3 separate regions of the Mus musculus genome follow, and regions 1 and 2 are each linked to region 3. A link is a contact called in public Hi-C data. All regions are on one chromosome and are shown on one strand. Each heading gives the region's core, a stretch centred on a gene start, on an enhancer-like site or on the middle of the called end of the contact. The rest is flanking DNA. Distances are from core to core; before and after follow the strand shown. Region 1 has its middle 37 kb from the start of Gm34581. Region 2 has its middle 72 kb from the start of G2e3. Region 3 has its middle 38 kb from the start of Gm34745.

Evidence for each region. A called contact is a pair of places that touch in the nucleus more often than the background predicts.
Region 1: a Hi-C map of cerebral cortex shows a contact between it and region 3, with 3 times the contacts expected there. The contact joins two enhancer-like sites. A contact is called at or near these places in 10 of 484 Hi-C or Micro-C datasets (the HL-1 cell line, cerebellar granule neurons, cerebellum and 4 more).
Region 2: a Hi-C map of cortical neurons shows a contact between it and region 3, with 2.1 times the contacts expected there. The contact joins two enhancer-like sites. A contact is called at or near these places in 8 of 484 Hi-C or Micro-C datasets (the HL-1 cell line, cerebral cortex, cortical neurons and 2 more).

What each region holds. Positions count from the first base shown.
Region 1 is chr12:50,942,435-50,945,254 of GRCm38.p6, forward strand. No RefSeq gene overlaps it. Among named protein-coding and RNA genes, the nearest start is that of Gm34581, 37 kb to the right of the region's middle. Within about 2 kb of position 1,402, at least 42 of the 459 cell types and tissues checked have an H3K27ac peak or open chromatin away from gene starts, as enhancers often do. A contact at or near this core is called in cerebellum, cerebral cortex, cortical neurons and 1 more, where this site is marked.
Region 2 is chr12:51,274,628-51,277,327 of GRCm38.p6, forward strand. No RefSeq gene overlaps it. Among named protein-coding and RNA genes, the nearest start is that of G2e3, 72 kb to the right of the region's middle. Within about 2 kb of position 1,379, at least 5 of the 459 cell types and tissues checked have an H3K27ac peak or open chromatin away from gene starts, as enhancers often do. A contact at or near this core is called in cortical neurons, where this site is marked.
Region 3 is chr12:51,117,538-51,120,245 of GRCm38.p6, forward strand. No RefSeq gene overlaps it. Among named protein-coding and RNA genes, the nearest start is that of Gm34745, 38 kb to the right of the region's middle. Within about 2 kb of position 1,379, at least 57 of the 459 cell types and tissues checked have an H3K27ac peak or open chromatin away from gene starts, as enhancers often do. A contact at or near this core is called in cerebellum, cerebral cortex, cortical neurons and 1 more, where this site is marked.

The sequences.
Region 1 (2,820 bases), core at 152-2,651, 180 kb before region 3:
AGACTTACATGTCGTCAGATACAAGTCAAGAACAGAATACAATATAGAGCATTTTCTTTACTGCATTAGTTTATTTATGGAGGGGGGTCTGTACGGCCATACATGTGTGGTAGTCAGAAACCAGGTTCAGGTCTTTGACCATATGAGTTCCAGGGATTGAGTTCCCGTCATCCAGGTTGACAGCGAGCACAGTTACACTCAGAGTCACCCCCTTGTTCAGAAATGTGCAGTTGCATAGCATCATGGGAAGAATTTAAAGCTCACATCCCCTTGGCATGCTCATAACAACCGTAAGCACATTACCAATTATTTGTCAACTTCAGTTCTTAGCCTGTAGAAAAAAAGCCAAAGCATAGAATTAGCGTGAGAACTAAGTAGTAGAAATGTCTGTGGACTCTATGACACCAGAGTGACGGCTTGGAACTCTCATTATTGTCTTTGTAGTAGAGGAGATGTTGCGTGGTATTTGAGTATTCATTTTGTTTTCCATTTTTATCTTTTTCATTTTTCAGTATTATGTGATTGGCAAATAATAAAAGACAAACATTTATTGAATAGGAGAATGAATAAAAATATTTTGCCTTGACCATTACCATTATAATAGGCTTTTGACTTTGAGTTGCTCAGTTACAGATGGTACATGGCTTTTTGAAATGTTTGAGCTTTCTGTCTTGGTAGCATATCAAATGGTCCACCCTTGCTGGATCAAGCTTAGTGTCTCAAGCAGCAGCTTGTTCTGATCAAAATAATGTATAGCCAACCTACAGACAAATACGGCAGCATGCATTGAGTCTAGCCCTATCTACTAGGATGTACGTAAGCTTAAGGAGCCTACTTTCCAAATATTCTAAATACCAGGTAAGAATGTGAAAGAGTACGACGTGCATCTCTTTAAGTAAAACAAACATAATATGCTCACACTTTCACCTTCCACAAAACATGAGCTTGGAATCACAGAGTGTGTTCTTCCTAGAATCACTGCATCCAGACGTCCAGACATCCCATTCCCCTCACTTCCCTAAGTTTTCACCTCTGTGTAGTGCACACAGACATATGGACAGATCAACAACAGCCCTGAAGGGAGCTGCAGCCACCCAGCATGTACATTTTGCAGTTCCTTCAACCTGTTTCCCATCCTGCCCATCCCCTACGCAAATCAGGTTTGAATGCCCAAGCTTGTCACCTGGTATACAAAAATGCAGTCTAACACTGTATTTATTAGCAAACCCTTTCCCTTATGTTTAATTTATTGTTACGGTTTTTAAATGTACAAACAGTTATACCAGTTTTATACACAAAACCACAGGTACCGTTTTGTATCTGTCAAAATTCCAGCAGCCTGTGGCGAGAGACAGTTGAATAGATGTCCTGTGCTGCCACCTAGTGCTTTGGTGAAGATGTGGCCGTGTTCACGCCTCGGGAAACCAGGAAACAAAGGCGCACATCGTATGGAATAGCTACTCAAGAGCATTAGCAAACAGATGCACGTATGATCCTTGGACCATATTCCCCGCAACCACGCAACCTAGCTTGTTTTCACACAATAGCCGCTTACATCCCTGCTCTTCGCTGGCAAAACTCCGGCCTTCTAGCCTGGGGGCACCTGGTTTAAATCCAAACTGACTGGGCAAGCAAACCCGCTCTCAGTTCTGAGCCTCTTTCTACAGCTCCCATCTGGCCAAGGTTTCCTTGGCAAGTCTCTTTCTCCTGGAGGGACAGTTTGATCTGAATGTCTGGCCTATTACTTCAATTTGGATAGAAGGTATAAAGGAGTCAGACAGCTTTAAAAAAAAATCATTATCTTTAAAATTGACTAAAACAGCAGCCATCTTCTTTGCAGCGTCCAAAAGTGAAGCTTCTGAATTCCTTTCAGCGCCCAGGGTTTGTATCACCGGTTAGACCCTAGGTCTGCCTCTGTGTTCCTCCCCTTATTGCTGCCCGAGTCCCCGAAACACCATTCTTCTCCTCAATTAATAAATTAGCATGTTGCACTTACACAAACAGTATTTTTAAAAGTGCTATATTAGGCACTGGTTAGTGGGTGGATAAAGGAAAAGAAAATAGCCTTTCAGTGTGTCTGTGGATCACCACCTCCTGTCTCTTAGCCTACACTATCCCTTTTCTCTTCAGACCTTCTAAAACCCTGGACCCACTGACCCTTTCACCGTATTGATTCTCTTTCTTTACCTATATGTATGACTCCTATTGTAAGAATATTAGTACTTCACTTAAACCTTTCGACACCCCTCCTTCCAGTAAATTTCTTTTTCCCTGTTTTATCCCAATGCAGTAAATTCACCAAGCCCATATGCTATTGTCTAAATGTGCAGATTAGAGCCAGTCTTTCTACTAGAGCCCAGGAACTGTGTGCCAGGGCTGGGTAGTGCTTCTTTGCCTGACTTCTGAAGGCTCTGACACTAGAAGTTCTCTAAGATCCAACCGTTCTGGCAGTCCGTGTCTCCAGTCATTCACCACTTAGCCTGTAAGGAACTTCACTCTGGTAAATCCTCTTTACCCTCCTGGAAATCATCACTTCGCCATGGCTCTTAACTGAATTTCTTACCACTTGTTTGTTTCTATTTGTCAAATGCTCCATTGTTTTCCATCCTTCGTGTTTTGCTTTTTTAACATGAACTTCATCTGCATTTGATTTTTATATGTTTAACTTTATAAATACTTTTACCTACCCATCCTTTGGACTATCCAGGCTTTGTGATGGTGGTGATTTTGACAGCAATGGCATGAGTGGTTCACAGGTTACCCCTTCTTCAACAACAAAGCCAAATCATCCATGTCTCCAGTGTTTTTCTAACCATTTTC
Region 2 (2,700 bases), core at 129-2,628, 160 kb after region 3:
CACAAGCGTCTGTCAGAGAAACCTGCCGTTCAGACAAAGCTCCAAACTTTATCAAGCTGAGTGCAGACAGCAGCTAACCACACTCCAGGTTCCGCTTGCCCCTATTTTACCTTTCTAGGATGCAGGTAGGTGTTTAATAAATCCCACTACTCCTTTGGACAGGAGGAAACAAAACAAAATATAAAGGTCTTCTCCTCATTCCGTATACCTGGGCAATTAAAATTTCTTCTTTCACAGCCAATGGCCCCTGTAGCTGAAGCCTGTTAAAAGTACAAAATTTTTAAGATGTGGGGAATATTTGTGCCAGGGACAATGCTTGACCAAACATAATTAGCCGAATTTAGATAAACTCTCAACCTGGCTTTCTTTAACTTGAATAGAAAAACATCACACACTTCATTGAACATGAATGGATTTGAAAATGAACATTTGGATTATCTGTAAGAATATCTTCCCAGAATAATAGGCCCAAGATTTTTCGATATGCAGCCTAGAGTTCTTTGTTGACCCAAAGAATGCATCGGCCTTCTGTTTTCTCTGTCTACTCCTATTTGCTGATTTTTGTTAATATTTATAATAACAGAAATAGTAGGTGAGGGAAAGCAAGAGAATAACAGATCCATTGAAGTCTTTACTCTTTGTTTTTTTTCCAGTGCTTCTCATGAATTTTCTTGGGGATAATTAGAGATAAATGGTATGGTATTATGTTTGCTCAGATAGCAATACAAAAATGCCTATTTCCGTCATTTTCAGTAATAGACTTTCAAGCTATATTTTCCTCAAACTTGATCCTCATTATTCCAGTAATATTTAAGCTATTAATTTCTCCAGAGAGTGCTTTTTGAAAATGGTAAATTATAAGACAAATCCTAAAATTACATTTTCTTTAATTTACAGTATTGTTCAAGCTGTACCGTTAGCATAAATGAATAGTCTGAGCTGCAGTCTGCAATAAAGCCTTGAGCATTAAACAGTTGGCTTGGAGACAGAAACATTAAGAATATGATTGAATTTTTTTTTTACAGAAGATGAAATAACAGCGTGCGCAAAGGCTCATTTATGATAATTCTAACATTTCTGCTACAGTTATAGAAACGTAACAACATTTACCAAAGAGAAAGGAAGAAAAGAAAGAAAGCGAGAGAGGTGAAGGGCTTTACTTTCTAACCGACTGCAACGATATCCACTTTGCCCTTCGTGAAGCGATATTCGCAGTTACATGTGTTCTCCTTCTTTTGAGTTTCAAGTTTACCCTTTGGAAAAAAAATACAAAAGCAGGGCTTTTCAAAACAGAAGTCAGTGAAAGCAAATGTGTTGGTACTTGATGTTTAAAGCGCAGGCATGGTATAAACATGTAGGGGTGGAAATGGAGTCAGTCAAGCTGCTTGCGACTGGGGAAGACAATGGACTCTATAAGGGGCTATAAAACATCAGCATGCTGACTTATTTCATCACGAAGAGATGCTAATTATGCTAATGTACAATATAGAAGTTTGCCCTGAGTTTAAGGGTATATTTATGTCATTTATTTATTATGCTTCATTACACACTAGTTATAGCCGCTTTCCTTTTGGTTTACCTTTTCCAAGGATGGGAATTTTGAAATAAATATAGGGACTACCTTTCTATACGACTCTGAAGACCACTCTCCTTGAAGACATGGACAATCTGGTTGGTGCATTGCTAACAATAACCAGGGCTAGGCAAGAAAAGGAAACGCTTTAAATTCTCCCAGACTAAAATCACTACCGCCATCTAGTGGTAACTGACTGTGAGTCTCCCAAATTCCAGAACACATCAACAATTTTTTTTTAATGCCATTTTGTTTTTTAAATTCGTGCTTATGTCAGAGAGTTGCGCTTTATAGGGAATTTGGCGAATTGTTGTTAGTTTTCTGGAAGACGACACTACAGTCTGAAGAAACGTGGTGTCGTGAGCTGCAGAGTTTCATTCCTAAAGCCAATGGCATTAAAATGACAGGGCTGCCATGTAGGTAGGGCGACTTGACACCCGTGGGCAGAACACTTACTAATCACCACTGAGTGATAAAAGCCCTTCCAGGGTTCAGGACAGTGCCTGGAAAACAGCCCGCTGGCATGAGAGCAGGTGGGGGTAACCACAGCATCAGAAACTAAGGTGTTTTTAAAGACTTCCATGAGCAGGAGATCGGCCTTTTGCCCGGAGGGAAAGAATGTTAACAGGGGAATCTCACCAAGAAGAATCCCAATGGACAGGCCATGTTAAATTCACCCCAGTTTACTGCAATGAGATTATATGTCCCTTTTTGTCTCATCGCAACTGTCCGCTTCTCGGTTAACCGACATGTAAAAATTCAGTTTTGCCTGTTTCGATGCAGAATCTTGATCTTCTTGCCTCTACCTCCCAAGTCCCAGGATTCCAGGCATTCACTGCCATGGCTGGCTTTGGAGAGATGGTGTGCCGTTCAGGGTGTGAGGCTGTCACTGTCAAGGGGAGGAAAGATGTTAATACATGCTCTCCCTTACAGCATATGCAACACACACACAACTCAGATGAAAATTTTCTTCAGTGAGCGTGGGCTGGGGAGGACTTCAAAAGACAGACAAAACTTAAATCGTCTTGAAAGAGAGAAAATGAATGATACAACCAGAGAAGACCAAGAAAGGTGTGCCCGGCAGTGAAAGTCAGAAGCCTGGAAGACAAGGTGTAGCCCTGCATGTT
Region 3 (2,708 bases), core at 129-2,628:
TGTGTTTATACGTGCTACACAAAAGGCAGTGGACAAGCCAGTTGCCCAGATCAAAGACTTTGATGAGAATGAGCAGTGAAGCTTAAGTACAGAGCTGAAGTCACCCTTGGCAGCCATTGAGTAGTTAATCAATACTACCACAGAACTCAGGCTCCGTTGACCCACAGCCGAGGTAAACAGATTCCAGGTCGCCAGCAGTCTGTTTCAGAAAACACCTCACAAGCATGTTCAACTTAAAGAAGGCAAACTGAGGCACAGTGCACCGACAGAGCTAGCCCCTGAGGCCAGAGTTCCCACCCCTCCAGTCGCCGATCCCAAGCCAGTGCCTCACTCCAGCCTACCCCCTCCCTGCTCCAACACTTGATATGTGTTGAATACACTCAGTGGTTCTCAACATGTTTTTTCCTTACAGTTCTTTATTAGCAACATTCATTTAGGTTTTGGACTCTTGTCAAATGCAATGTGAATGGAGAGCAGATGCCTTTTCTGAACTCAACAGAACAAGAGGAGAGTCACAGAGCCCATCTTGCCACAATCAAAACTAGTGCTTACAACAACACCCACTGCTGGTGACAGGCTGTGTGGAACTGGGCCAATGCTGATCTAGCAAGAGATGCCAACTCAGTGAGTCAGAAAAATGTTTCAGATGTGCCAGGTCGCTCCGAAATCCCCATCAGGTCCTGGGTAGAATAATTGCCGTGTTCCCCATGAGCAAGGAACCAAGATGAGAAAACACAACATCGCTGGGACAGCGTGTATCGTTCGCATCCTAGCTGGCAGCAAGGCCCGCTGCTTTGAAAAGGGTACCGCGGGCTGCCTGAAAGGCTAAGGTGGCTGGCAGCAATTCAAAAACACAAGATGGAGGGAGAAGCAATTGTGGGAAGGAATTCAAGGCGGACAAAAGGATTAACAGCAAAAGGATGCAGGGTGTACAGGGATGGGTGGTTATGGTTTACCGTGGGTTTAGCAACACTGACGTGTTTTTATGAATATTTACAAGAACATTTGGAAGCTGTGTCTTGCCCACACAGCCTCCGCCCCCAACACTCTTGGTAGAAACTGCACCATATTTAATGAGGCTGGGGATGGGAGGGAAAACTAGGCCTTCTTTGGCTCCCAGATTGGGGTCTCTTTGCCTGGTTGCCAGGACTCCCAGGAGGCAAATAGTCACTGAAAGAAAGTTTAGACAAGACAATCTAGGTCTGAGTACTAGGAAGCCTAGTAATTAAAAGGCATAAGAAGGAAAAATGGTGTTTAAAAGATAAGAAAAGAGTGAAAACTGAGTCTCTGGAAAAAAAGAGTCATTGCGGTGGCTTGTTCTGGTCTTCGGGTAGAGAAGGGACTTTGACCAGTCACTAAAACAGTTGTTTACAAAACCACATCAATTCTTGGTTCTTGTGAGTGGGTCAGCAGGGCTGTTCCCTTTCCCTCCTAAGCCTTCCCTGGCTTCGGTTCAACCTCTTCATCCATCAGAAGAGTCTGCTTTTCTTATTGATTTTGTCCGTTCCCTTGCGGCACGTTACGAGGTGTGTACTGAACGGAAGAGTGACACCCTGGAGCAGAATTCTGACCTGCACTGCCTGCGTTCTCATCGAAGGCCTGCTACTCTGGGAAAGTTGTGTTGGCTCTTTAAATCTCAGTTTCACCCAATTGTACAGCCAAACTGAAAGCAGCTAAGAATCAACAGAGATAAGGCAAGGCACGCAGTGAGGGCTCCAGCACGGCGCAGTCACTTTGTACATGATCGGTACAGTCGCTCATCACACATTTGTCTTCTCATGGGCTGAAAGCAGACTTTTAGTTGATCGCAGACACAGAAACACCTAATGTGGTGGTTTGCATTAGAATGCACCCCCCACCCCATACACTCATATAGTTCAATGCTAAGGTACCAAGGAGTGGAACTATTTGAAAGGATTAGAAGGAATGGGAGGTGTGGTCTTGTTGGAATAGGTGTGTCACTGGGGGTGGGCCTTGAAGTTTCAAAGCCCATGCCAGGCCCACTATCTCTATCCTTTCTATCTATATATATGTACCCCCCTGTCGCCTATGGATCAGAATATAACTACAGCTACAGCACCATGCATGCTACCATGTTCCTGACAGGCTCCTGACAGGATAACGACTAACCTCCTCAAACTATAGGCAAGCCCACAATTAAGTGCTTTCTTGTTATAAGAGTTGCCTCGGTTATGGTGTTCCTTAACAGCAATAGGCCGGTGACTAAAACAACTAGCTGGACTACCAGCAACTACAAAGGCCAGGCAGGTGGCTTTATACTCAAGGAATTTGTGGCAAGCTTCCTTCTGGCTTTATGTAGAACAAGCCTCTGGCAGAATTGTGTTGTCTTCAGCCATGATGGTCTTCAGCATGTTTCTATTAAAGCTGGACCTTTGGGGCTGGAGAGATGACTCAATGGTTAAGAACCCTTAGTGTGCTTCCAGAGGACCAGAGCTCAGTTTTCAGCACCCTTATCAACAAGCAGCTCACAACTTCTTGTGTCCAGTGCCAGGGGATCTGATGCCTCTGGCCTCCAAGGGCACCTGCACTCCTTTGCGAGTGCACGCACACACACACACACACACACACACATGCACACGCACACACTTGAAGAAAGTCCAGATCTTTTCTGAGTATACAGGTCTACACAAAAGCACTTGCTTAGAAAGCATGAGGCCCTAGGTTTAATTCTGGGGTGATGCTCTTGA